3 separate regions of the Gossypium hirsutum genome follow, and regions 1 and 3 are each linked to region 2. Evidence: chromatin contacts called from public Hi-C data. All regions are on one chromosome and are shown on one strand. Each heading gives the region's core, a stretch centred on a gene start, on an enhancer-like site or on the middle of the called end of the contact. The rest is flanking DNA. Distances are from core to core; before and after follow the strand shown. Region 1 holds the start of LOC107928739 (GDP-mannose transporter GONST2). Region 2 holds the start of LOC121202937 (phosphomethylpyrimidine synthase, chloroplastic). Region 3 holds the start of LOC107928745 (cytochrome P450 86A1).

Region 1 (4,550 bases), core at 987-3,486, 210 kb after region 2:
GATGGTTGGCAGACGTAAGAAAGAGGCCTTTCACCATTATCTGAATCGATTTAGCAAGAAAGTTGAATGTTGTAGTATAAGATATCTATCTATGGGTAGCAAAGAGGTGTTTATTAAGGCGATACTACAAGCTATACCTCTATATACAATGCAATGTTTTCTTCTACCTAAAATTATGTGTAGTAAACTGGAAAACATTCTCAACAAATTTTGGTGGGGAAACAACAAATCATCTAATGGTATTCATTGGAGTACATGGCATTCACTCTATTTACCGAAAGTTTGTGGAGGATTAAGTTTTCGTGATTTGACTAAGTTTAACGATGCTTTGCTAGCCAAACAATGTTAGCGTATTTTATCTAATCCATTGAGTTTGTTGGCACAAGTAATGAAAGTCAGGTATTACCTGGATTTAGAATTTATGAATGTTCAGTTAAGTGCTTACCCATCATTTACCTAGAGAAGTATTTTGAGTGCTCGGGGTTTAATCAAAAAGGGAGTCGGTTGGAGAATTGGCATAAGTGAGAATATAAATATCTGGAATGATTCTTGAATCCCTGGACCTGGAAATGAAAGAATACAGGTTCAGAACATAGATATCAGGTACACAAAAGTATCAAAATTAATTAATCATAATTCCAATACCTGGGTAGAAGAAAGAGTGAGACTCTTTTTTTATGAAGACCATGTAGAGAGAATCCTATGTACTCCACTTGCCCAATCAAAGCCAATAGACAAATTGGTGTGGAGACATGAAGGTTTTGGTGAATATTCTTCTAAGAGTGGTTACAGGCTTCTGCTAGACGAAGAGTTACAAAACAAGGGTCTACGTTCTACAGCCATGCCTAATTTAGTTACAACATTCTACATTAATTTGTGGGCACTACAGCTCTGAACAAAAATCAAGATTGAAGTATAGAGATTCGCAAAAAATTATCAACCAACTTTTGATAATTTACAACGCAGAAAACTACAAGTTAAAAATGTCTGTCCCTTGTGCAATTCAGCTGAAGAATCTATTGACCATTTGTTACGACATTGCTCTGTTTCCAAGAAAGTTCTAGACTCATTGAATGTTACGACTATCCTTACCTCACATAATTCAGATTATAAAACATGGTTAGCAGAGGTTTTCATGCAACCTAACACAAGATTAGAGAAGTTATTGGTGATATCTTACTGGGCAATTTGGTTTGGCATGCATGAAATAAGCTTGCTCATGAAGGTGTTAGATAATTAGTGCAGGGTTTGACAGTGTTTATTAAGGCACACCTAGTAGAGCTAGAGGCTCTGGGTGAACTAAATCCATCAGTTTTTTTACCTAAACAGGAGAAATGTGTACCACCAGGTTCTGACAGTATTAAACTTAATTTTGATGCATCTTTTAGCCCTAATACAAAAACTTCTATCTCAAGAGTACTGGCTATAAATTCTTCAGGTCTTATTATGGTTGCATGTACTTACCCCCACCATGGTGTTACTGATGCCTTCATTGCCGAAGCACGGGCGTATGAGTAGGCCATCATCTTTGCGGCTGAGTTAGGATTTTGATCAGTACAGATGGAGGGCAATTCACTTACTGTCACTGGGAAATTGAATTCTCCTACATTAGACAAGTCTATCATTAGCCCGATTGTTCAAGATATTAAGGCAAAATTGGGGATATTTGCAAAAGTCACCTTTTGTTTTGCTGGAAGACAAGCCAACATCATTGCTCACGCACTGGCTGGAGAAGGTTGTCGATTCTCGATCTAGCCGTACTGGATAGAGAAAGCGTCATTTATGGTGGAACGGGCAGCCAAAAGAGACTTGCAACAATGGTTTCATCAGAATTAATCTGCACCTGACTGCTTTGGAATTTGGAGATTTTCTAATCTTTTACCTCCAACTGGTTCCTAAAGCACTTCTCTCTCTTTTGATATCAACGGTTTGTTCACACACTAGAATTTTAAAACTTGGATTGGAGAGAGGTTTTTGACTGGTTTTCATCGGTTTAGGAGGAAAGCAAGGAAAGAGTTTTGTGTTTTTTTTTTTTCAGATGGTAACCTTTCCTTATCTGTTGGTTGCCTTTTCAAATCTTGGACAATGTATTGAGGGGCCTGAGGGTTCTTTATTTGTCTTATGGTTTAGTGGGTTGGTGCATTAAACCGACACCATCTTTCCTTGCCTTTAATTAATGGAAACAGATTTCTTTTTTGTTAAAAAACTAAATCAAATCAATATTTCTTGTAAAAAAAAACTACACAAAAATAAAAATCTTTTATAACATTACACTTATCTCTAAATTTTTCTTCTCCCCTCTCTTTATGAGGTCCTTCACTCCTAAGTTTTCTTTGGTTTTTTAGCTTCCTATGAGCAACCACTCAACCTCCGGGTTTGGCACCACTCACATTTTTATTTCAATTTTTTTCTTTTTTTTTATTTATGTCATTCAGCATAATGATTTCAAGATCTAGCCTCCTTTCTAACGGTTTGTGATCGTTGGTGAGAGGTTGTTGTCTATTTGCTCCATAGGTTCTCCCATGTTTGGTTGTTTATCCCTCTTGTCTTTGGTAAGGCCTTGCCTTTGACAAACTTTGCTTCTTCTTTGGCACTTTTTTGAAGTCTCATCGATTATGACCAGCTGTCACGGTGTCATTGCACAAGATCTGCTTGTGGTGGTTGTGTTGCCAGTGCTTGGCTTTGGCTTCTCCTCCATTTGGTGTCCTTGTCGATCCTGTGGTGGTTGTCAACGTCTTTTTTAAGGTTTCACAGTGGCATTGCTTCCACTAGAGGCATGCCCAATTACAGTAACCTTTGTTTCTCGGAGCATTTTTCCTCTCTTCCCCATGCATGACAGAAGCGTTCTACTAAGGTTCTTTGAGAACCTATTTGTTTAGTTGGGCTCAACTCATGGGCTTTGTATTGGTTGGTAACTTGTTTTTTTATGAATGAATCTCATCACTTTGGGCGTCCAATGCTATAACATCGCTACTCCAAGTTTAGGGCTTTTTTTCTTCGGGGCAAAAAGATGAAGCATTAAAGCTCAAATTAGTTTGTTGATGGGCTTTAGAGTCCTCCATTTTCGTACCAAAAAGAAAGGCATATATTCCGCTGGAAACTCATCAAAAGAGGGGAATCCATGTGCCTGTCACCCTTCAACCCTTGAATTAAAATACAAATAAATCCATAATCGGAAAAAGGAGGACTGAGTTGCTTGTTCAGTTTACAATGGCGAAATTCAGACAACATGTGACTTTGTGGCAACCTCGGGAGTTGCTCCAAGATCCATTATTCAAATTCCCTTACTTGCCTGGAATCTCGCTCTCCATTTCGCTTTTTTCACGCTCATTCCACTACGCATTTAAAGTTTTATACTTCAAACTTGTCTTTCTCCATACTTTTGGATCTCTCATTTTTCTTCCCCTTTGCGTGCCATTTCAAAAGAGTTTTTCACATTCAGTTTTCACGTCTTTTGCATGTTCCTTTGCCTCTGTCGGTTCAGTTTCCTCTTTCATTTCCAACGCCTTTGATTGGACTCTCATCCTTTCATTTTTCCCCCTCTATAACCTTTCAGGGTGGGAGGTTACTGAATTTGAAGCTTGAAGGGAACCAATCAAATTGGTAACTTCTTCAAATTCTTGGGTTATGTTTAAATTTTTTGAATTTTGTTTTTATGTTTGCCAAATGTTTGATAAAATCTTGGCATTGCTGACAAGGGTTTTCAATTGAATTGACTATATTGCTTTAAATTTCCCTTAGTGGTAAATTTTTTTCTTTTTTTGGGATGGTCAAAATTAGAGTGACAAAAGCAGGGCAACTTCTTGTTTCTCAAATTCACTACTTATGAATCTGAATATGGATAGAGATAACAATATAATTTGCTTCGAAAGCTTCTACGTGGCATTATTGCTTCATTGAAGTTGTCTACTAGCTTGTTTTCATGCTTTAGAAATTAGAATTCTCACTTCCTTGGCAAGTTCTCATTTGAAGTTTTGGCAATGGCAATTTGGAGCTGATAGTTCCAAATCTCATGTTTCTTTTTTCTCATATGCAGGTCAGTGACATGTCGAGTATCAAATTAGATGAGGTTGTTTGCCGTGATTCTGAGGAATCAGAATTAAGCTCTTGGAATGAGAAAGCGACTTCAGATGAAAAGGTTAATAGAGTATATGAGATCCTAAATGGCATCCATAAGCAAGGGCAGAGGTCACTTGGCAGTATCACCCCAAATGTTGAGAATGGAACACTGACTGATAGGTAGATTTACCAACAAGTTTCGACTTCTAACGGTTTATTTTTCATTCATCTCTATGAGTTCTATCTTTTTATGTGTGCTTCGTTGTAATGTATGTTTGTTTTATGAATTTGATTTCAATACGAATCTAATTTATATACACTACATGTCCAAGCTTGAAAGACAAGAAATTGGCTGGTTATGAATTGCACAACAATGAGATGAGCCAATGATCACAGTTGATATACTCCTTGTCCTATTGTCTTTGAATATTTTAAACTTCGATTACCTCTGCTTGACAAAGAATTTTGATCGGAGATCAAGTTGTTGCTTT
Region 2 (4,364 bases), core at 620-3,119:
CCTTTTAGTGTTAAATCAGGTTAAATCGGTGTGAATCAAAATTAAAAATCTATTTATGTTTATCCAAATGTTCTTAATTGATTTATTTTAGATTTTTACATAGGAAAGCATTAGGGGGTATAAGTCTATGTTTGATAATTGAAAAGTTTTATAAAATATGTTAAAATTAAATATTTAATATACTTAAATTGTTTAATAAAAGATAATATGATCTTAAATGAAATAATAAAACAATTGAATTTATTGAATTTAAGTCTGTCTAATTATTTGCATTCTGAGTTAAAATTTAAGATATTGAAAATATTACTTTTCAGTTAATTGAATCTTTTTAACGCATTTTAAAACTGAGCCTAAATTAGAAGTTTTACCAACTGAAAGCAAAAGCCATCATCTAATTAAGGGTGGGGTTATGGTATTTTTGACTTTTGCATTTTAAAGTATAAATTATCAAAATATCTTGTTTTTTATTAACTATTTAAAATGTATATAAAATTTTGGATTAATTTATATTTCATGTATCATCATATTAAATTAATTAAATATGATTTATTATTATATTTAAAATTTTAAAATATTTCATGTCTAATTAAATTTACAAATAATTTATTAATTATTTAAAAATATATTTTATGATATCTAATTTAATTTAATTTTTTAATTTTTAACATTAGACATTTTAATTTTTCATTTGAAAGTTTAACTTTAAATTAAAACCGTCCTTTTTAAATTGAACTTTTCACAAACATATCTTAGCAATAGGCGAAGCTGGCCCTAGAACATGAGGAGTTGAGAAGAATGAAGGGTGGTGAGTAGGTTGAGGTTTGATATTTTGGCCCTCAAAAATATCAATGTTGCTTTCAGATCACAGTTTCGTTCTTTCGTCCGCATTCTCGGGAAACAAACAAAGAAGTCCACTTGACCTGTTTACCAAGCAGGTGGCCCAATGTCATCCTTTAATTCCCTATCCTTGATTTCAACAATAAAATAATTAATTCAAGATTAACGTAAAATAGTACGAGTAGGGATTGAGGTCTTTTACAAACATTCCAATTTTAAATGTTTGGTTTAATTTGAGGAAAATCTTATTTATAATATTCATATTATAGACATAAAATAAAAAAATAGTTAGTACAGTTTTAAATTTAAAAATAAAAAAATTAGTAAAATTTTTCGTAAAAAATAGACCTCTTCAAAATAAATAAATTATTTTTTCTTTTCTTTACTAAAAATAAGGTACGGGAATGATTAAATCTTGCCAAATGAATTAATTTATTATTCACTCGTATACTAAAACATGCAGAAAAATAATACTCCTACCAAATGTAGCTAAAGTGTTTTATTTGAATTCTCAAAGTATCAAATATTGTATCAATTATGTTTTTTCATCAGTCTAATATCAAATTTGGGTGTTAAATGTCAACTCGAATTCAATATGAAGAATATTTAAAACATATGGATCAAAGTTTAATCATGTCTATACCAAATGCATTAACAATAAATTTGATGCGTTAAAAATATTATTATTAAAATTTAAGAAAATTATATTTTTTTTCCTTTTAACACATTATATCTAAACTATTTATATGATAAACACAGATGTATTTAGAATTTGACATATTTGTTTTAAATATGATCCTCGTCAAATTTGAGTTAACATTTATGTCTATGTTGACAACTGGGCTGATGGAAGGAAGCAATTGATACGATGTCGATGCTTTAAAAAATTAAATTAGAATGATTTAAAGTTTGAGGACTAATTTAAAATATAAATTATAGTTTAAGGACATATAATGAAATTAACTCTAAAAATGTATATAGAAAATATCTAATAAATGCACCACGTAAGCATGCGCTTTTTCATTATTTTTGAGAGGGAAAAAAAATGTTTCTGTCGCTCTTTTACCTATATAAATGGAAGAAGCCAGTGAACGACGAGTGCTCAGTTCTTATTAGAGAGCTCTCTCACGCTCCACTTTAGAGACGCTTAAAAGGGATAAGATCTTCCAGGTTCCTCCTCTTTCTTCACTCTTTTTTTTTTTTTTTAAATTTCTTTTGTTTGTTTGGCTGGTGAGAAAATTAAATTAAATCTAAATAAACAGCACATTTTCTTTTTATTCTAGATCACTGCATGCTGGTTTAATTCAAACATAGGCTTGTAATTTTACGTGTTTTTCTTTCTTTCTTTTTATTTGTACTGCCCTGTTATTCAGATACACTGAACCACTAAGGAAGCTGTTGTTTTTTCTTCTTAATTTTGGTAACGTTTTCTGCGATTATAGTAAGTTAATTATTTATAAGTGATAATGGTAAGTTATAGATCAGCGGTTGGATTTGTATGAGAAGTCTTCTTAAATCTTAATGGATATGCTTTGTGCTTATTAATTTTGAATGCCTTTCTATTTTAGTTCTGAAGAAATTCAAATTTTGATCTATACGAAAAGAAATGTTTACTTGTGCAAAATATCTAAGATTATGCGTTTTCTTTAGCATTTTATATGAATACACAGCACACTGAACCAGGAGACATATATATTGCATATATATTGTAGATCGAGGGTTTTCACTGAAATGCATAGAACTATGTAATCACATTTACGTCCATCGTGGTGTCCCTTAGATTATTATTTATTAGAAACTAGACTAGAATTCTTCTGTTTATCTGATGAAAACTTTATGAAGTTTGAAAGACTATAGAGTATAGACCTTTTGTCCTTGCTGGTAATGCTGATTAACGCGGCATTTTTTCTTTTTCATTCTAGATTTATCTTTTATGCCATTAGTTAATTTATTTGTATATATAATGTGTACAAATTTGTTATTTTTATTCTCAAGAGTAGGCAACGATGATTGCTTTTTTTCTAATCAAATTCGACCTTCACGTGCTGCATTTATCAATTATGTTTGTTCTCGATGTTGTATGTATAGTTAATCATTTGATGATTGTGTGGTTATGATTTATTGATAACTCACGACATGCTTGGACAATCCAGATATGGCATCGGTGCATGCTAGCTTCACATCAGTTGTATGCAAGAATGGCAACCATTCTGCTCCTTCAAGGTTTCCTTGTACGACCTTCTTACCTGGCTTTGATGTGGTTGGTCGTGTTTCAAATGCTTGTAAGAAGGAAATATGCCCTTCTATGAGCTCAGGTCCTAAAGCCACATTAACTTTTGATCCTCCAACAACCAATTCAGAGAAAAGCAAACAGAAGAAGCATACCATAAATCCTGCTTCCCCTGACTTTATGCCACTTCCATCATTTGAAGAATGTTTCCCAAAGAGCTCAAAAGAATGCAGGTTAATTTAGTTATATATATGCAATTTGTTGGTTCTGTTTTCTTTCCCTTTTGCTTGAAAATATTTTTTATGCGTGATGAACCTTTCAGGGAAGTTATTCATGAAGAATCTGGCCATGTACTCAAGGTTCCCTTTCGAAGGGTTCATTTGACTGGAGATGTGCCAAACTTCGACACATATGACACCAGTGGTCCTCAAAACATCAATCCACGCATTGGTAGGATGCTCAACCTTACTCTCAGCTTCTTGCTCCTTTTTGAAGGACATTAGCTTTTCTTCACTTTGTTTTGCTTAGCCAACTCCCCTCTTATATGTTCTTGATAAATCTTTGATTGTTTGTTTGGGTCTTTACTCCACTCTGATTATTTTATGTTCCTTTCATATATTGGATCTTTTGATATTTTTATAGTTTTATGGTTAAGTTAAATGCTAAGTTTTGTACTTGACATCTTTAAACAGGACTCCCTAAATTGCGCAAGGGCTGGGTTGACAGACGGGAAAAACTGGGTGCACCTAGATACACTCAGATGTACTATGCTAAGCAGGGAATCATTACTGAGGAAATGTTATACTGTGCTACTCGTGAGAAGCTTGACCCAGAATTTGTTAGGTCAGAGGTTGCCCGTGGGAGGGCGATCATTCCTTCCAACAAAAAGCACTTAGAGCTGGAACCAATGATAGTTGGACGAAACTTTTTGGTCAAAGTAAATGCAAATATTGGAAACTCAGCCGTTGCAAGTTCAATTGAGGAGGAAGTTTACAAGGTCCAATGGGCAACAATGTGGGGTGCTGATACTGTTATGGATCTCTCAACTGGGCGCCACATTCATGAAACCCGTGAATGGATCCTACGTAACTCTGCTGTGCCTGTTGGGACCGTGCCAATCTATCAAGCACTTGAAAAAGTCAATGGGATTGCTGAAGATCTTAGTTGGGAAGTCTTCAGGGACACCCTGATTGAGCAAGCTGAGCAGGGTGTAGATTACTTCACAATCCATGCTGGGGTACTGCTGCGGTACATTCCCTTAACAGCAAAACGCATGACAGGAATAGTTTCTCGAGGA
Region 3 (4,306 bases), core at 1,022-3,521, 150 kb after region 2:
TTTTTCCTAAAGATGATTTTACTAGTATCCAATCACACTTAGCTAAAAAAAAGTTCGATGACGATTTTTTTTTAATTTAAAGTCTTCGTTTTTTATAAAACCTCTTGTTTTCTCTAAATCAAAATTTCTATAATTTATTAATAATTTATTAAGTTGATTATTTCAACTAGAAAATTGGTCACTGCAAGTTAATTTTAAAATAGAGTTATTACTTGAATAGAACTCTAAGTATAAAATGTAGGGAAAAATGTTGTGGTTATAATTTACCATTATTAGTTTAAAAAGTTGGCATAGACAAAAGTTGTGCTAATTTTAATTATGTAAAATAGAGTTATTATTTGAATAAAATTTTAAGCATCTTAATTATCATTTTATTAAATTTAGAGTTAATTATGAAAATTAGTTATTATTTTTAATAATGTTACTTTGCATTAAGTATATAAAGTTCTACAATAAATTATCAGACGAAATAAAATTACTGAAATTTTTTTTATTGGTTCTTCTTAGAGAGAAAAATGCTCTGTTTTGTTTGACCCATGCGTCCAACAAAAACAAGCTATTACACAATTAAAAATTCCAATTAAATTAATATTTTTTACTATTTAAATATTCAAATTAATTAGAAAATATAATTTAATAATTTAAATGATATATTAATTATTTAATTAAATTAAATAGTAATATTAAATGGAGTTAATATAAATTTAATAGAATAAGGATAAAATTTAATAGTAATAAAATTTTGAATCCTAAAATAATAATAATAAATAAACAGATTGCTCCATTGATTATTTAATTGAAGCAGTTGCTTAAGTTCTTTGATCTTGATCAACATATTGAGAGCTTTAAATATCTCTAGGAATTGATCATGCCCGAGCCAACCAGTCAGGTCTGAAGGCCGAAAAATGGGTTGAAATAAAATAATGAGTCACATTTTCTAAACGGACTAGGCCTCACGTAACTTTTTTGGTCTAAATTCAGCCCGACATGAATTTGTAAAAAAATAAAATAAAATAAAATCTCTTGCTTGTTGTTGTTGTTTTCACTACTTTTGCTACTGTTTTGTCACTATATTGGTGTCATTCGCTATTATATTGTTACTATTTTATTTTTATTGTTTGGATATTATATAACTCTTTTTTTTATTGTTAATTTTGTTATTATTTAGAGGTATTTGCTTATTAAGTTGCACCTATCTTAATGTTATTTAAATAGGAAAATTTTTATTTTAACGTTTTTAGTGTATTTGATGTATTATTTTTTTAAACTTGTTTTTAATGTAAAATAATAATATAAAAAATTTAACACGTGTGGGTCAGGCCGGACTCAAATTTTAACATTTTTATTTAGGTCTAGTTTAAGTAAATTTTAGGCTCATTTTTTGGACCAAACTAGACCTAAAAACGAGCCTAAAATTCTATTGAGGCCTGGTCCAAACCTAACCTGACCCATAATCACCTCTAAATCTCTTATGTACGAGAATATATAGTAAAAGGACCCCAAACAAAACAAGAGCATCCCCCCACCCCCAAGAAGATGATGATATGGGGCATTGCAGTAGAAGAAAAAACCCATTTTATGTTTTGTCAATGCAGGTAAACTGTCTCTAACCACTTCTTCTTTCTCATTTTCTTTGGATGAGGATCAGCTTCACTTACAAGCTAAATTAGAGTGTGTAATAGGGTGACCTTAGGAGATTAGCAAGGCCTTCCCTCCCTAAGTATGAAAATATTCATTCCTACTCCGATTACCATGACTAATGTTTTACCTTGATTTCATTGGGTAAAATATTTAAAACCATTTATATCATTGTCATGGTTAACCGAGTTTGTACTTAATGATGGAGTCTGAAATTTTTTTTTTGGACTGAAATTAAATTGTATATTTCGTAAAAAATACAATTTTATCATTTTAATAGCCTATATTTTTATGAGTTTTAAAAGATTAAATCAAATTTTATCATTTTAGGGGAGGGTAAAGCACAATTTTATTATTAATTTAAAATTTTATAAATTATAAAGAATCTAAATTAAAATTTATTATTTTAGGGGATCATGATCCCTAAATCTCTATTATGCACCGTCACTGTGGTGCCATGACAAGAAAACTTGTTATTAAAATAAAATTTGGTTGACAACAAGTACTGTGCTTCATTTCTAGATAACCCATTTCCCCTTTCCTTATAGAAACAAACAAAAAAAAAGTTTAAAATGAGAAGGAAAAAAATTTAGCCAATGAGGGTAGATAAATCAATAGAATAATAGCTAGCAAATGTAAGTCATTGCATGGTTTTCGTGTAAATTCTGTGGCATAAATAAATTCCTATCAACCGAAACAATAAATATTGCCATGAACGAACATTTCCCAACAACTCTTCCTACACCTTTCTAGTTTCATCACTTTAAAAATAACTTCATTTTTATTCATCCCTCTCATAAAACAATCTCAACTTCAACTGTGTCTACTTCCAATACTGTTAATAGCAGTATGGAAACCCTTCCATTTGTCTTCAGCTTAGCTGCTGCAATATTTGCTTATGCACTTTGGTTCCATATCCTAGCCAGGAGGTTAACCGGTCCGAGAGTGTGGCCTCTAGTCGGTAGCCTACCATCTCTTTTCGAGAACCGGAGGCGGATCCATGATTGGATGGCTAGTAACCTTCGAGCAACTGGTGGCTTAGCCACGTATCAAACATGTACTATTGCTCTTCCTTTCTTGGCTTGGAAGCAAGGGCTCTATACTGTCACTTGTCACCCTAAAAACATTGAGCATATCCTCAAGACAAGGTTCGATAACTACCCAAAAGGGCCCAATTGGCAAGCTGCATTTCATGATCTTTTGGGGCAAGGGATCTTCAATAGTGATGGAGAGACATGGCTCATACAAAGGAAAACAGCAGCTCTTGAGTTCACAACCCGGACGCTCAGGCAAGCCATGGCTCGTTGGGTGAACCGGACCATCAAGGATCGGTTATGGCATATTTTGGATAGAGCATCCATTGAGAAGAAATCAGTGGACTTGCAGGACTTGTTGCTTCGGTTAACGTTTGACAATATTTGTGGCCTTACCTTTGGTAAGGACCCCAAAACACTCTCTCCTGAGTTACCTGAGAACTCATTTGCTGTTGCTTTCGATACAGCCACAGAAGCAACTCTCTATAGGTTTTTATACCCTGGTCTTCTATGGAGATTGGAGAAGATTTTGGGGATTGGAGTGGAGAAAAGATTGAAGCGTAGCCTCCAAATTGTCGAGAACTACATGAACGATGCCGTTGAAGCAAGAAAGGAAGCTCCATCAGATGATCTACTGTCCCGTTTTATGAAGAAGAGAGATGCTGAGGGCAACCTCTGTACAAGTGATGTTCTCCAACACATTGCTCTAAACTTCGTCCTGGCCGGTAGGGACACCTCTTCCGTGGCCCTCAGCTGGTTCTTCTGGCTCGTCATGAACCATCTGGAGATTGAGCAAAAGATCATCGACGAAATATCAACAGTTCTCCAGGAGTCACGTGGTGAAGATTGCAAGAAATGGCTTAAAGAGCCTCTGGTGTTCGATGAAGCAGACAAATTGATATATCTGAAAGCAGCACTAGCTGAAACACTGCGTTTATACCCCTCAGTTCCAGAGGACTTCAAGTATGTTGTTGAAGATGATGTCTTACCGGATGGCACGTTCGTGCCTGCCGGCTCAACTGTGACATATTCAATATATTCAGTTGGAAGAATGAAGACTATATGGGGAGAAGATTGCATGGAGTTCAGGCCTGAAAGGTGGATATCACCAGAAGGTGACAAATTCAACACACCAAAGGATGGTTACAAATTTGTAGCATTCAATGCAGGACCACGGACTTGCTTGGGGAAAGACTTGGCTTACCTACAAATGAAGTCCGTGGCCTCCGCGGTTCTACTCCGTTACCGGCTTTCGCTGGTACCTGGACACAGGGTAGAGCAGAAGATGTCTCTCACTCTGTTCATGAAGCAAGGCCTTCGTGTTTACTTGCAGCCGCGCAAACTTCCATAGATGACGGGGGCTCATTTGTGTTACTAAATTTTATACTTTGTTCAAGTGGGGTTTTGGTGGTTTATATCTTTGTTATGTTACATTTTCATATCAGTTGATATATATTTTCATATGCTTATGTAATAACAAATCACAAAGTACAATCTATTGGACAAGTAGATTTGTTACAATGAAAATTTGATTTGTTAGGATTGAATATAACATTTAGAGAAATTACAGTGTGTGGTCTGTTTGCTATACAAATAAATTCTTCCGCCAGTAAGAAATCTACCAGCTTTGCAAT

Evidence for each region. Hi-C and Micro-C count contacts between places; a contact is called where the count stands out from the background.
Region 1: a contact with region 2 is called in a Hi-C map of leaf, with 2.1 times the contacts expected there. The contact joins the promoter of LOC107928739 here to the promoter of LOC121202937 in region 2. A contact is called at or near these places in 2 of 34 Hi-C or Micro-C datasets (callus and leaf).
Region 3: a contact with region 2 is called in a Hi-C map of leaf, with 2.3 times the contacts expected there. The contact joins the promoter of LOC107928745 here to the promoter of LOC121202937 in region 2. A contact is called at or near these places in 4 of 34 Hi-C or Micro-C datasets (callus and leaf).

What each region holds. Positions count from the first base shown.
Region 1 is chrD03:45,181,269-45,185,818 of Gossypium_hirsutum_v2.1, reverse strand. LOC107928739 (GDP-mannose transporter GONST2) reads left to right here and starts at 2,236. Exons shown (of 10, transcript XM_016859995.2): 1 at 2,236-3,603; 2 at 4,037-4,239. The coding sequence starts at 4,046.
Region 2 is chrD03:45,388,435-45,392,798 of Gossypium_hirsutum_v2.1, reverse strand. It overlaps LOC121202937 (phosphomethylpyrimidine synthase, chloroplastic), which reads left to right and starts at 1,869. Exons shown (of 7, transcript XR_001697963.2): 1 at 1,869-2,007; 2 at 2,991-3,300; 3 at 3,390-3,517; 4 at 3,760-4,364.
Region 3 is chrD03:45,234,707-45,239,012 of Gossypium_hirsutum_v2.1, reverse strand. It overlaps LOC107928745 (cytochrome P450 86A1), which reads left to right and starts at 2,271. Exons shown (of 1, transcript XM_016860000.2): 1 at 2,271-4,199. The coding sequence starts at 2,488. The coding sequence ends at 4,023. LOC107928744 (sodium-dependent phosphate transport protein 1, chloroplastic) reads right to left here. Exons shown (of 10, transcript XM_016859999.2): 10 at 4,184-4,306.